Linked DNA regions of Gossypium hirsutum: region 1 is linked to region 2. The links are chromatin contacts, called in public Hi-C maps. All regions are on one chromosome and are shown on one strand. The core of a region is the stretch at or near the end of the contact, and the rest is flanking DNA. Distances in the headings are between cores, read along the strand shown.

Region 1 (6,076 bases), core at 3,550-6,049, 140 kb after region 2:
AAAGATGGAGAGACAATAAAAGTACTTTGAAGAAAAATTATTATAAGACAAAACAACCCTCGATGAGAAATTGTAAAATGTCCCGCCGGGTATGTTGAGGTACCAATGGGAAGATGCGGTTAGATTTTGGCATTCGAAGAAAGGTGAGGTATAACGTACTTCCAAACTATTGTAATTATTTTGGTTTATAGTATTTACTATTTACGTTCTAAAAAATTTTCATAACTTAGGATCGTGAACAAGTTGGAAAAAGCAGCAGGCAGAAACAAAAATTCACTCACACAGCCGGGTCGAGAAGTTTTGCATGTGTAGCTGAGGCGGAGGTATTTTTAATTTTTTAATATTGTCAAATATGTATAACTTTCCATTAAATAATATTTTTACTACTATATTGTAGGAACTGTCGTCCGGTCAAAAGTTGGACGCCTTCAACTTTTTGAAATTACACATAGGAAGAAAGATGGATCTCCCATGACTCTTGAAGTTAGTGAAATAATGGTACGTTTACTTAATACGATTTGACTTGTTTTAGTTATTTATAGTGTTTATTTTCTAATGGTTTAATTCATTGCTTGTAATGTGACTATTGTTATGTTGCATATGTTTTTTAATATATATTGCGTTCCTAACTATGTGATTTATTTATTAGGAAAAACTAAAGGACAAAAAGGCGGAGTACGAAGCGATTGCTTCTAGTGATAGTTCTGTTCATCTTGAAGACATTGATAACCGGATTATTACTGAAGTTTTGGGTCCTGAAAGGTATGGTCGGGTTCGATTTCAAGGATCTTTTGTTAGCCCAACCCAATATTTTGGATCCAACTCGCAGCAATACATGGCTTCGGGGAGTTAGGCTCAAGCTGAAGTTCAGAGGTTAAAAGACCATATGGCTCAGATGCAAGCGACCACAGTTGAGGTTCAAAGGAAATATGAAGAACTCCAGCTACAACTTAAAGCAGAGGCGGCAGCGAGGGAAGCAGCGGCTGCAGTGAGGGAAGCAGAGGCTGCAGCGAGAGAAGCAGAGCAGAACAAAAAGTACAACGAACTCCAGCAACAGCTTCAGACTATGATGAAGATGTTTCAGTCGCAACTTCCACCGTCATAGTGTATTGCATAAATATTTTTATTATTTTAACATTTAACATTTTTGCAAAAATAATATGAATTCACTTTTATTTATTGATATTAATATTATTTTATTCGTTTGATTTGAAATATTATATAAATTTATTGCTTTTGGCTGGTTTAGATTTGGTTGCTCTTGATTTGTTGCTACAGGAAGGCTGAAAAAATGAAAAATTTAATATAAAAAAATCCCAAAAATAGTGGTGTTTTTGTATAAAAGCGCCGCTAAAGACCATGTTCTTTAGCGGTGCTTAGAAAAAACCGCCGCTAAAGACCATGTTCTTTAGAGGCGCTTAAACAAAAACGCCGCTAAAGAATATGGTCTTTAGCGGCGTTTTTGTTTGTAAATGCTGCAAACGTTTGCGACGTTTTCGTTAGCGGCATTTTTTGCGGCGCTTGTGGAAGCACCGCAAATACCTTTAGTGGCGTTAAAAAGCGCCGCTAAAGACCTGTTTTGGTGTAGTGACAATTGATATAGTTGTAACTAGTAGTAATTGAGAAAAAATAAAGTTATTACATTTTTTTCTCAATTTTAAGATAAGGGTAAACTATCAAAATAATCATTTTGTTTGTCTCAGGTTATATTTTAGTCACTCATATTTGAAATGTTATATTTTAGTCACTTACATTATCGTGTTATAACATTTTAGTCACTAAGCATTAATTGACGTTAACGGTGTAAAGATAAGTTGACGTGACACATTAAAGCATCATTTAAAATGAAAATTTTAAATTAAATTATACAATTCGTCCCTATATTTTTTCGTTTTAAGCAATTTAATTTTTTTCCTTTATGTTCTTTGAACTTTTTTTTTCATTCTCTTCTCGCCTCCCTCTATTTTCCTCAATTCTCAATTTCTTTTAACGTAGGTTTTTTTATGTTTTTAATTTGTTAATACTAGTCCCTATACTTTTATTTTTTTGAACAATTTAATTTTTTTCTTTTTATTTCTTTATTTTCCTTTTCTTCTTCCTCTTTATTTTTCTTTTTTATCACATTCTTCACTACAAAAACATAATCTTTGCCCACCAAACAAACCAACTCCTTGTTTATTTCACATGATTCCTAAATTGAATTTCACTCAAAACCGAATATCAATCATTGTTAATCAAATCTTGATTTGAATATAACATAATTTTGAAACTAAAATTTGATCTAACTTATCAATATAAAAAACCATATCTTTAATCAAACCTAAACATAAATTGAATTCTTTGTATTCAAAATGATTTTATTTTGTTTCCAAACTTTTACAGAATCGTGTAGATTATTCCTTTCTTTTTCTTTTATTTTCTGATGAATAAAATTAAGTAAATGATAAAATTGATCTAAATCTTCTTGGATATTTCCAAGCAAGCTTAATTGGAAGCCAAGCATGGGTAAATTGAAGAGAGAAAGGGAGCATGGAATCAAACTGGTTTGGGTAAAGTAGAGGGTAAGTTTCTTATGGTGGTCATTTTAGTCATTAAGAGTGTAGAGTTTGTTTGTAGAATCCGTAAAACAACATAGTTTTGAGAGGGCAAAAAGGTTGTAGGTAAGATAAATAAGGTGACTGTGGGGGTTGGTTAGGAGTTTAAGGGAACTGGCTCGGCAAACTCTGTTGAGGGTGGATTTCCATAAGTCATGGTTGTCGAGGTCTTCGAGTGAGGTGAGCTTGTGGACTAGGTCATTGAGAGATCCAAATTGGTTCGTTAAAGCGATGATGGACGATGAGGGTTTGTAATTGTGGGCTGAGAATATGCAAAGCAATTTTTATTTTGGTTTCAACTTTCGACTTTTCATTTTTCATAAACATAAAAAAAGTTTTAACAAATTGGAAAAATAGAAAAAAAAATGTGTTAAAAGAGATGGAGAAAGGAAGAAAATAGAGGGAGAAGCAAAAGAGAATGAAAAAAAAAGTTAAAAAAATATAAAAGAAAAAAATTAAATTGCTCAAAACAAAAAATATGGGGACCAATTGTATAATTTAACCTAAATTTTTTGTTTGAAATAATGATTTAACGTGCCACTTTAGTTTATCATTACACCGTTAATGGAAATTGACGACTCAATGACTAAAATGTTATAATACGTTAACGTAAGCGACTAAAATGTAACATTTCAAACTTAAGTGACTAAAATGTAACTTGAGGTAAACAAAAGTGACCATTTTGATAGTTTACCCTTAAAATAAATAGTTTTGATGGTGATATAACAATAAGCTATTCTTTAGGGACTCTTATTTATTTTTTGGCTGAAAATGTTAATAAGAATAGGTGGAGATGACTAAGCTTGTTGGCTGAAAATGCTTTAATAATTTGTTCCATGAATATCAATTATGTAGACCGATGATTGAGCAAAAGATTACAAGATCGAAAGCTATTTGTCAATATTTATATACTACAAGGTTTTTAAATCTATAAAAGAGGTAAAACCAGAGAAACATAACCCAAAATTGAACTGAGCAAACTACAAAATCAAAATGAAATAAGATGAGCATGGGGCTAGTTGAAGAAGGTGAAAATACAGGTGGGGAACTGTGGCTTTGCCATCATACATGGAATACTCGCCTTGCATTCCAACACCAACAGGGAAGAATAAACAGACAAAGAAATAAATATTTTAATGGAAACTAGATAAAGCAGTTTGTCAAACCCTAGATATGTATAAAACACCTTTAACCATAATCTAGTCTTTATTATAGACGGCTTCAAATATGAGATCGAATCAGGGATTCACGCCTGCCGCCCTGCATGGTCCCATTTACATTATCCGATAATTATATTTGATGGGTCCCTGTAATCTTTTTAGCTTTTTCAGATTTGTTTTCTAGTATTTGACATGATTAACTCAATAAATATAGGTGAGAATTGAGGTCAGACAATACAAAATACTACATTATTATTTCTTTTTTATAATCATTAATGGCACGGATTTACGACCTTGCAAGTGGGATTCAACTTCTTCATCATGGATACTATCCTACAAGTTCATCAATTTCCATATCAAAATATAATTAATGTTTTGCACGCGAAAGAAGAAATTATAGATCTTAGGCTTAAAAGGGTAAAAAAGATATCAAAAACTTGATCCTATTCAACAAACATTGGTTTACGGGTGGGGTTATTAGATTTTTTTAAGGCTTTAACTCAGGTTTTTCTACTTTTTAAATTTAGATATTTTCATATATAATTTATCTGGAAAGAATTTTTTATAATAATATCCATGCCGTTAAAATAAAAAAGTCAATTTTTTTTGCTCATTACAAAATGCAAAGAAAAAACAGAAAGAAGCCAAGCAAGAGAAAACGCCTTGACAGATTACAACCAAGCAACAAAGAATTGGTCTGAGGTAACACCCTTCTTGGCAAAAAAATCAACAATAGAATAGGCCTCCTGATGGTGTGAACAAACGACACCTGCAGGCAGCGATCAATAAGACCATCAATGTCATTAAAGAACTTCCAAAGCCTCCAAGGTCGATTACCTCTATCCTGGACCCATGAAAGAGCAGTCACAGAGTCTGAATCAATCAATAAAGAGACTGAATTGATCCAGACAGATTCAAGAAGAGTTTCAAAGCTGTGCGAATAGAGATTAACTCAGTAACATTCAAGTCAAGGCACTCAAGGTGTCCATGGAAGATACCACCAATACGAAAAAAGAAAAAGGCCAGGTCTCAAGTTTGGGCCTGTATTTGGATTTACAAGCTTGAGCTATCTTTTTCTTTAAAATAAATGGGCTGCAGTTTAGAAGGGTCCAGAATAAAAAATGAAAATGGGTTTCAAAGTGACCTTAAAAACTAATTTGACCTTGGAAGGAAACAAATTGAGTTTTCAGAAATTATAGTTCTAAACCCAAAGAAATATGGTCTTCTACAAAATAAATTTTATTCCAATTTTACTCTTTTAATTATTATTATTTTTAATTTTCCTTTTTAACCCTCGATATTCAAATATCTATCCTACCATTTCAAAATTTAAAAAATTAAGCTAAAGTTTAAAATTAATTTCAATTTTATTGCGATTCTAATTCAATTTATCTCAAAACTTCAAATTTTCAAGAAAAAGATAAATTTCCCTTCAATTAAAGCTCTGATTTTAAAATTAAATATACCACAATTTAAATTGAAAATTGAGATAATTATGCCTAGGAGTGCAAAACCATCCTATCTGAATCACAACCCTTGGGAAGAATTAGGCGTCCACAATCATCTTCTTTTAATGGGGATAAAAATTTGTTTTTTCTCCGATAATATTTGCGAATAATAAAAAAATGACTGATAACTCACACGCTTATATTTTTATATAATTTTATTGATAAATTAAAAAAACCATATAAAATATCATATACTGGTTACATTTAGGCATGGTGCACCATTACCAGTTAGCAATGTGTGGCTATTTTACCCATCTAACCTAAAAAATTAATATTTATAAAAATGACCATGGTTCAAAAATATTCATCCAAATGACTTGAAATGAACAGTAAATTTGAGTTTTGGGAACCCAATGTCTGGCACCCCTAGTATTTTAGTCCCATGATTGCTTAATGATTATGTCAGGTTTAAAAAAAATGATTATTTTGATTTTGGGACATGAATTGCCGACATCAGGGTATTTTTTTTTAAACCGTATTATATTGGTATACTGAAATACCAATATTTGAAAAAAAAAGTTTTGGGTTATGGCCATCTAATGGCCCACACCAGAGTACTTTAAAAAAATTTTGGGTGTTGGTAAATAGATGGCTAGCACCAGCACCTTTTTTGTGTCCGAAGACAATTTTTTTTTCCTTTGGCACACTGATAGTTGGCATCACTTTTTTCGGGTCCTGAATTTTTTTTGGGACATTGATGACTGGTACCAACTTTATCAGATTAAAAAAATTGGATTTAGGATACTAATGGCCGGTACCAACTTTATCAGATATATATAGGTGTTTTGTCTTCCAACTGAGTTTTTGTTTGCTT
Region 2 (5,873 bases), core at 2,787-5,286:
ATATAAGCCCGAAATATAAGTTTGGGCAAAAAATAGGGCCCGTTTAGAAAATGGGCTTTGCCTCGGGTAAAATATTTTTGGCCCAAGCCCAACCTAGCCTGGCCCGGCCCGATTTATATATTAATTTAATATATATTTTTATTTTAAAAATATACTACTTTTTGTAACTTTATTTAAATTTTTTTAACTTTTGTTTCACTTCCAAGTATCCAAAATCCCTAACTCAGACGTGCGGCCTCCTCCCTTTTTTTCCCAATTCCAAAATCAAGGTTCACCTCCACCGATCCACCTTCGGTCCTCCATTAGAGGTTAGAGTAGTCGTATTTAAGGTAAATGAAGCTCTATTTCAAACTTATTTATATAAACTTAGCAGAGGTTCGGGCCCTCGCCCTGAGAAAACTGGAGACATTGCAGACATGCCCTTTTTCTAATGAACTTTTAATAAAAGTAGGGATTTATAGCTAATTCTTAGGCTATCCCTTCGGGGATGTAGCATAGTCCCCCTAGTCCGAAATCGTATCTATACTCTGTCTTTAACCTTCGTTTGAGCGATGGAAAGAGCCTTTACGCAGGACTGGTATTATAAGTTTTCTTCCTTCTCTGATATCTTACTATAGAAGGCTCGAAGAGCTATGGTTGAAAAGAAGAGTTGGAATTCACTCGATTATTAGGAGCCATTGTTAGAATGAAACATTATGCCACTGTTGTTTTTATGTGTAGCTAGATGGAATTATTAGCAGTTCCCCATAATGTTTATTATTTGAGCATCTTGATTAATTGCTTTTGTCAATTAGGTCATATTGATTTTGGGTTTTCTGTTTTGGGGAAAATGCTGAAGTTAAGGGTTGAGCCTAGTGTTGTAACTTTGTCCACTTTTATTAATGGGTTTTGTAGGCAAAGTAAGATTTCTCAGGCTGTGAAATTGTTTGATGAAATGGTTGAAAAAGGTTATCAACTTAATTTAATTGTTTACGGTACAATACTTAATGGGTTGAGTAAAACCGGGTCCGGGAATACTGATCGAGCTGTTAAGTTTCTAATAATGATGGAAGAAAGAGGTTTTGAACCCAATATTGTAGCATATAACACTGTCATTGACTGCCTTTGTAAGAAGGGATCACTAAATGAGGCTCTTGATCTCTTCTCTCATGTGAAGGTTAAGGGCATTAGACCAAATACCGTTACTTACAATTGCTTAATTCATGCTATGTGTAATTCGGGCCAGTAGAGGGAGGCAACAAGGTTGTTGAATAATTAAGCAGCAAACCGTTTGTTTATATGTTTATATCTGGAAATGAAGTTCTCAAAATTTTGAAATTGCATGGGATTCAAGTTGAATGAATTTATTATAATGTTTACTGAGATCACAAGCTTAGTTTCTTCATTTAATCTCATCTTTTTTGTTTTTGCTTTGTTTTATTGCAGAAATAAGCGACATTGAAATCGATTTGGCTTACTTTAGCTTCCTTTCCCGTAAGCTTTCATTTACATTTTCTTTTTAGAATTTAATTTAATTTAATTTGATTTTCTTTTATTTTACTTTGTACAACATTTGCTTTTATTATAATGCAGTTTGAATTTCATTCAATGTAAAGAAGTTTGTCTATGTGTTCTTAGCAGATGAATGATCATAGAAACATTTGTTTTCTGATTAAAATTGATTGATTTATTTTTTATAGAGCATGTACTTTGCATTTAATTGAAGTATGAAATTAGCCCTAAAAATGAGCTGTTAAACTTTAAAAATCGAATTAAAATAATCATTTTATGTTCCACCTTTTATTAAAAAATGTCCATAATATATTTTTATATTATTTCTCAAATTTAATATTTAACGCAATTGAATTGTAGATATTCTTCTAAAATAAGATTATTTATCGAGAATTAATATATTATTTATACTCAAGTCCTGACTCAATTTAATATTTGAATTTTAGCCATAGTCATACACGTTGAAGATTGGCTTTCTTTCTTCTTCTTCTTCTTCTTTTTTTAATATTTCAAATATAATATATTTACAATGGTAAATAATAATATAAATTTAAATCAGTACAAAATATAATGAATAAAAAAATTCATAACATAAACGCATGATAAAATTAAAATTCACACATCACAATTGCAATAATAGAGTTTGAAATTAAATATTCAAATAATCAAAATTTCTGTTTTAAGTAACATCTTATTGTCAACCTGGATTTTTTTAAAATGTTTTTATATAATATAGGGTTTTGATGGTTACTTGACAAGACTTTATGTTGAGTATTTGGATTTTGGTTTAAAATAATGAAGGAAAATATTAAAAAAAGGTCAGGTCGGGTCGGGCCCGGGCTTAGAAATTTTTTCCTTGGTCGGGCTTGGACAAATTTTCAGGCCCATATCTCAGGCCGGTCTGGGTTTGGACCTAGAAAACAGGCTTAAAATTTTTCTGGGCCCGGCCCATGATCACTTCTAGATGAGCGCAATGAATTTTTTTTAATATTAATATAATTATTTTTCATTAATATTAATATTGATATTTTTAATTATATATTAATTATTTATAATTTTTATATAATTTTCTAATTTTTATTTCAATTTTTTAAAGTTTTTTTTTTTAAATTATTTGACATAAATAATTACGTGATATTATTTATGTGGAATTTTTGCCTAATATTACTTGGTAATTGGGTCACATCATCATTGTTTATAGTTGACTAACAGTTGATAGGCAGAAGTATCATACTGAGAAAAAAATTTTAATGTAAACATCAATTTTAATAAAAAAATTTTAAGTATGTGAAAAAAATAGATATAATTTAAGGAGCAACTTTTATATTAAGCCTTAATTAAGTAGATTTTCTTTCAAAAGAAAAAAAAATATTTAAAAGTGGTTGTGTAAAAATAAAAGGTAAACTACACTCATGGTCACTTTTGTTTATATTATGTTACATTTTAGTTACTTATATTTGAAATGTTACGTTTTAGTCACTTACATTATCATGTTATAATATTTTAGTCACTGAGTTGTTAATTGTCGTTAACGGTGTACCGGTAAGCTGATGTAGCACGTTAAATCATCATTTCAAACAAAAATTTTAGTTTAAATTATACAATTGGTTCCCATTTTTTTTGAGTAATTTATTTTTTTTGTTTTATGTTCTTTTAACTTTTTTTTTCATTCTCTTTTGCTTCTCTCTCTATTTTCCTACCTTCTTTTTTTTTTAACATATCAAGAAGTCGAATTGACAATGAAGAAAGAAGCATGGTATGTGTTTATGGTTATAGGCAATGATGGCTTTTGACTTCTTGCTTCTTTTTTCATTGCTAATTCAACTTCTTGATATATTAAAAGAAATGGAGAAGGTAGAAAAATAGAGGGAGCGACAGAAGAGAATGAAAAAAAGAAAAAAAAGTTTAAAAAACAAAAAAGAAAAAATTAAATTGCTTAAAATAAAAAAAATATAGAAATCAATTATATAATTTAATCTAAATTTTTTATTTGAATGATGATTTAACGTATTATGTCAGCTTACCGTTACACTCAGTGACTAAAATGTAAAAGTGTTTACCCAAAACAAACTAAATATTTAATTCATCTTTTCGTTTTCTCGGATTTTGTTTTTACACATAACCACTTTTAAGTAATATATATTTTTTCTTTTGAAAGAAACCCTACTTTAGTTAATTGCAATAAGCAAAGCGGTCAGTATTTAATATTCATTACAGTCAATACATAGCACAAAGGCGAGAATCTCCAAAGCATATGCATCACCGTTACCGTAACTACTTTTGTTTTGAATCACCATTATTGGATCAGAGAATTGGTGGTTTGTTGGTCCAATTTTTAATAAATTATCCAAAAATCATAAAATAAAATCTAGTTTGCTAAAATAAGTTTAAAAACTCAAAATCCTAAAATCAATATTAAAATACAAAAGAATAAAACCGAATCAGAATAATTTAAGAAATTCAAAAAAACCTCAACCACCTCTACTAAGCTCTATCATTACTCCTTTCTAATTGGTGATAGGCAGACGGGGAACAATGTCAAGACTTTCAAATTTGGCATATGACAGAACAGTATTAGTTGGTCTTTCATCGAATGCTCACTCGACTGTGGAAACTCCAGAGCATCTATTTCTCAACAGTTGTTCTGTTATCAAACTGGGCTTCATGCCGCTGATCTTGACACCACCAAAATAGCCTCATGGATTGATTATCCAGCAGGATAGATCACACCACAAGGGTGAAAGGCTTATGCACAATAATTGCCATTATCCAACAAGGCTATTTTTGACAATGCTCATCCTAATCCTGTTGCTACGAAATGGAAATGGAAATGAAAGCCTGGATTTGAACTCACACGACCATATCAGCTTCTTCTCGGACTGCAATCGACTACAAAACTAAGATAACCTGCCAACTAACACGCCTACTGTTACAGCAAATGACAAGGAATTCATTATTCTCCCTACTACAAGAGAGATCCTCATCCAAGCTTCTACTATGAATTCTCAACACTGTGGCAGCCTAGTCCCCAAAAAAGTCTTTACCCCAGTAATCCCTCGAGTATTAATTCACATCAAATAATTTATTTTAAGGCTTCTTTAAGCATAAATGAATACATATTAACATGCATTATCATATGGAAATACAATGAAGTTTAATCATGTAGAAGATTGTAAAAATCTCCAGCGGGAATGTCTCATCTGTGGGTTGAAAGAGTTCTAAACAAAACAAACCCCATCCGAATCAATTTCCAATATCAGTTTCACTGATAGAGAAACTGACGACTTTGAAACATCTAGGGCAAAAATCTAATCCTATTTTTTCATCATATCAGCCATAATAAACCAACGCAAACACACTATAAAACCTAACAAACCACCCTATGGAAACTAAGAACATCATAAACCAGCACTACTAAACAAACCCACACCAAAATAAAAGGATAAGCATTTACAAGTATTCTGAACAAGATCCAAGTTAGTAAGCAACTTTCCCATGTTTAGTTGTTACATGGCATGTTGAACATCTGCTATTCTGCAAAACTCCAAAAACAAAGAGTACTTCAAAAGCTGCTTCAAGGTGTAATTCATAATTTGACGGGACACTAGGATGCGAGATTGGAAAGAAAAGAGTACCTTTGTGCAAAATGGTTAAAATATAACTGTAGAAGCTAAAAAGAAGCTACATATATTTCTACAACTTTTGCTTTGACCTCGTCCTCATTCCAATTTTCTCATTCTCATCTAGTTTGGGAACTACGTTGTCTTCAAGCTTTGTGCCTCCTTCTGACACGTCTTTCATTGGCTACAGAATAAAAACACTTATGAACCACAAGGATACAAAATAGAAAGACTGAAAAAGACACCCAAAAACAAAAGAACCTGATCAACTTGTATAACTATTATGAGAAATTTAATAACTTGATCATAAATGGGGAATGCTACTGTTAAAGACCCGGGGAACACAAATGAGGGGAAAAGCAAACAAAATACAAATGCACATTGTAAATAAGAGCCTAGTAAAATGTTGATACTGTCATCTGCATGCAAGAAAAAAGGAATTTGCATATAGCTAGAATCAGCCTTTACCTGATAGGGCTTGGTAACTTGAGAAACCTTCCCCAAATGTGCTTCTTGAACAATTACTGGATCCCCAGATCCACCATTCTCTCCTGAAGCACTTGCAAGACTGCACATTCCTCCACTTTGAGGAATACCCTGCATTGATTCTGCTACAATATCCTGCAAATGATCAGTATTTCCTAGATTGGAAGAATCAACTACAACCTTTTTTTCAAAAGTCTCTTCCAAAATCTCTGTTATTTTATCAACAACCAGTGCATTAGTCTCATCAGCTCCTCCTTGACTCTGATCATATGACAA

What was found. A called contact is a pair of places that touch in the nucleus more often than the background predicts.
Region 1: a contact with region 2 is called in a Hi-C map of hypocotyl, with 4 times the contacts expected there. The contact joins two enhancer-like sites. A contact is called at or near these places in 7 of 34 Hi-C or Micro-C datasets (callus, hypocotyl and leaf).

Annotation. Positions count from the first base shown.
Region 1 is chrD11:29,569,687-29,575,762 of Gossypium_hirsutum_v2.1, forward strand. No RefSeq gene overlaps it. Among protein-coding and RNA genes, the nearest start is that of LOC107913352, 15 kb to the left of the region's middle. Within about 2 kb of position 4,800, at least 8 of the 9 cell types and tissues checked have an H3K27ac peak or open chromatin away from gene starts, as enhancers often do. A contact at or near this core is called in hypocotyl, where this site is marked.
Region 2 is chrD11:29,434,870-29,440,742 of Gossypium_hirsutum_v2.1, forward strand. It overlaps LOC107913350 (protein CROWDED NUCLEI 4), which reads right to left. Exons shown (of 9, transcript XM_016841905.2): 7 at 5,580-5,873; 8 at 5,127-5,295; 9 at 4,589-5,025. The coding sequence ends at 5,185. LOC107913349 (a long non-coding RNA gene) reads left to right here. Exons shown (of 2, transcript XR_001688488.2): 1 at 1-329; 2 at 1,426-1,676. Among protein-coding and RNA genes, the nearest start is that of LOC107913349, 3.0 kb to the left of the region's middle. Within about 2 kb of position 4,037, at least 3 of the 9 cell types and tissues checked have an H3K27ac peak or open chromatin away from gene starts, as enhancers often do. A contact at or near this core is called in hypocotyl, where this site is marked.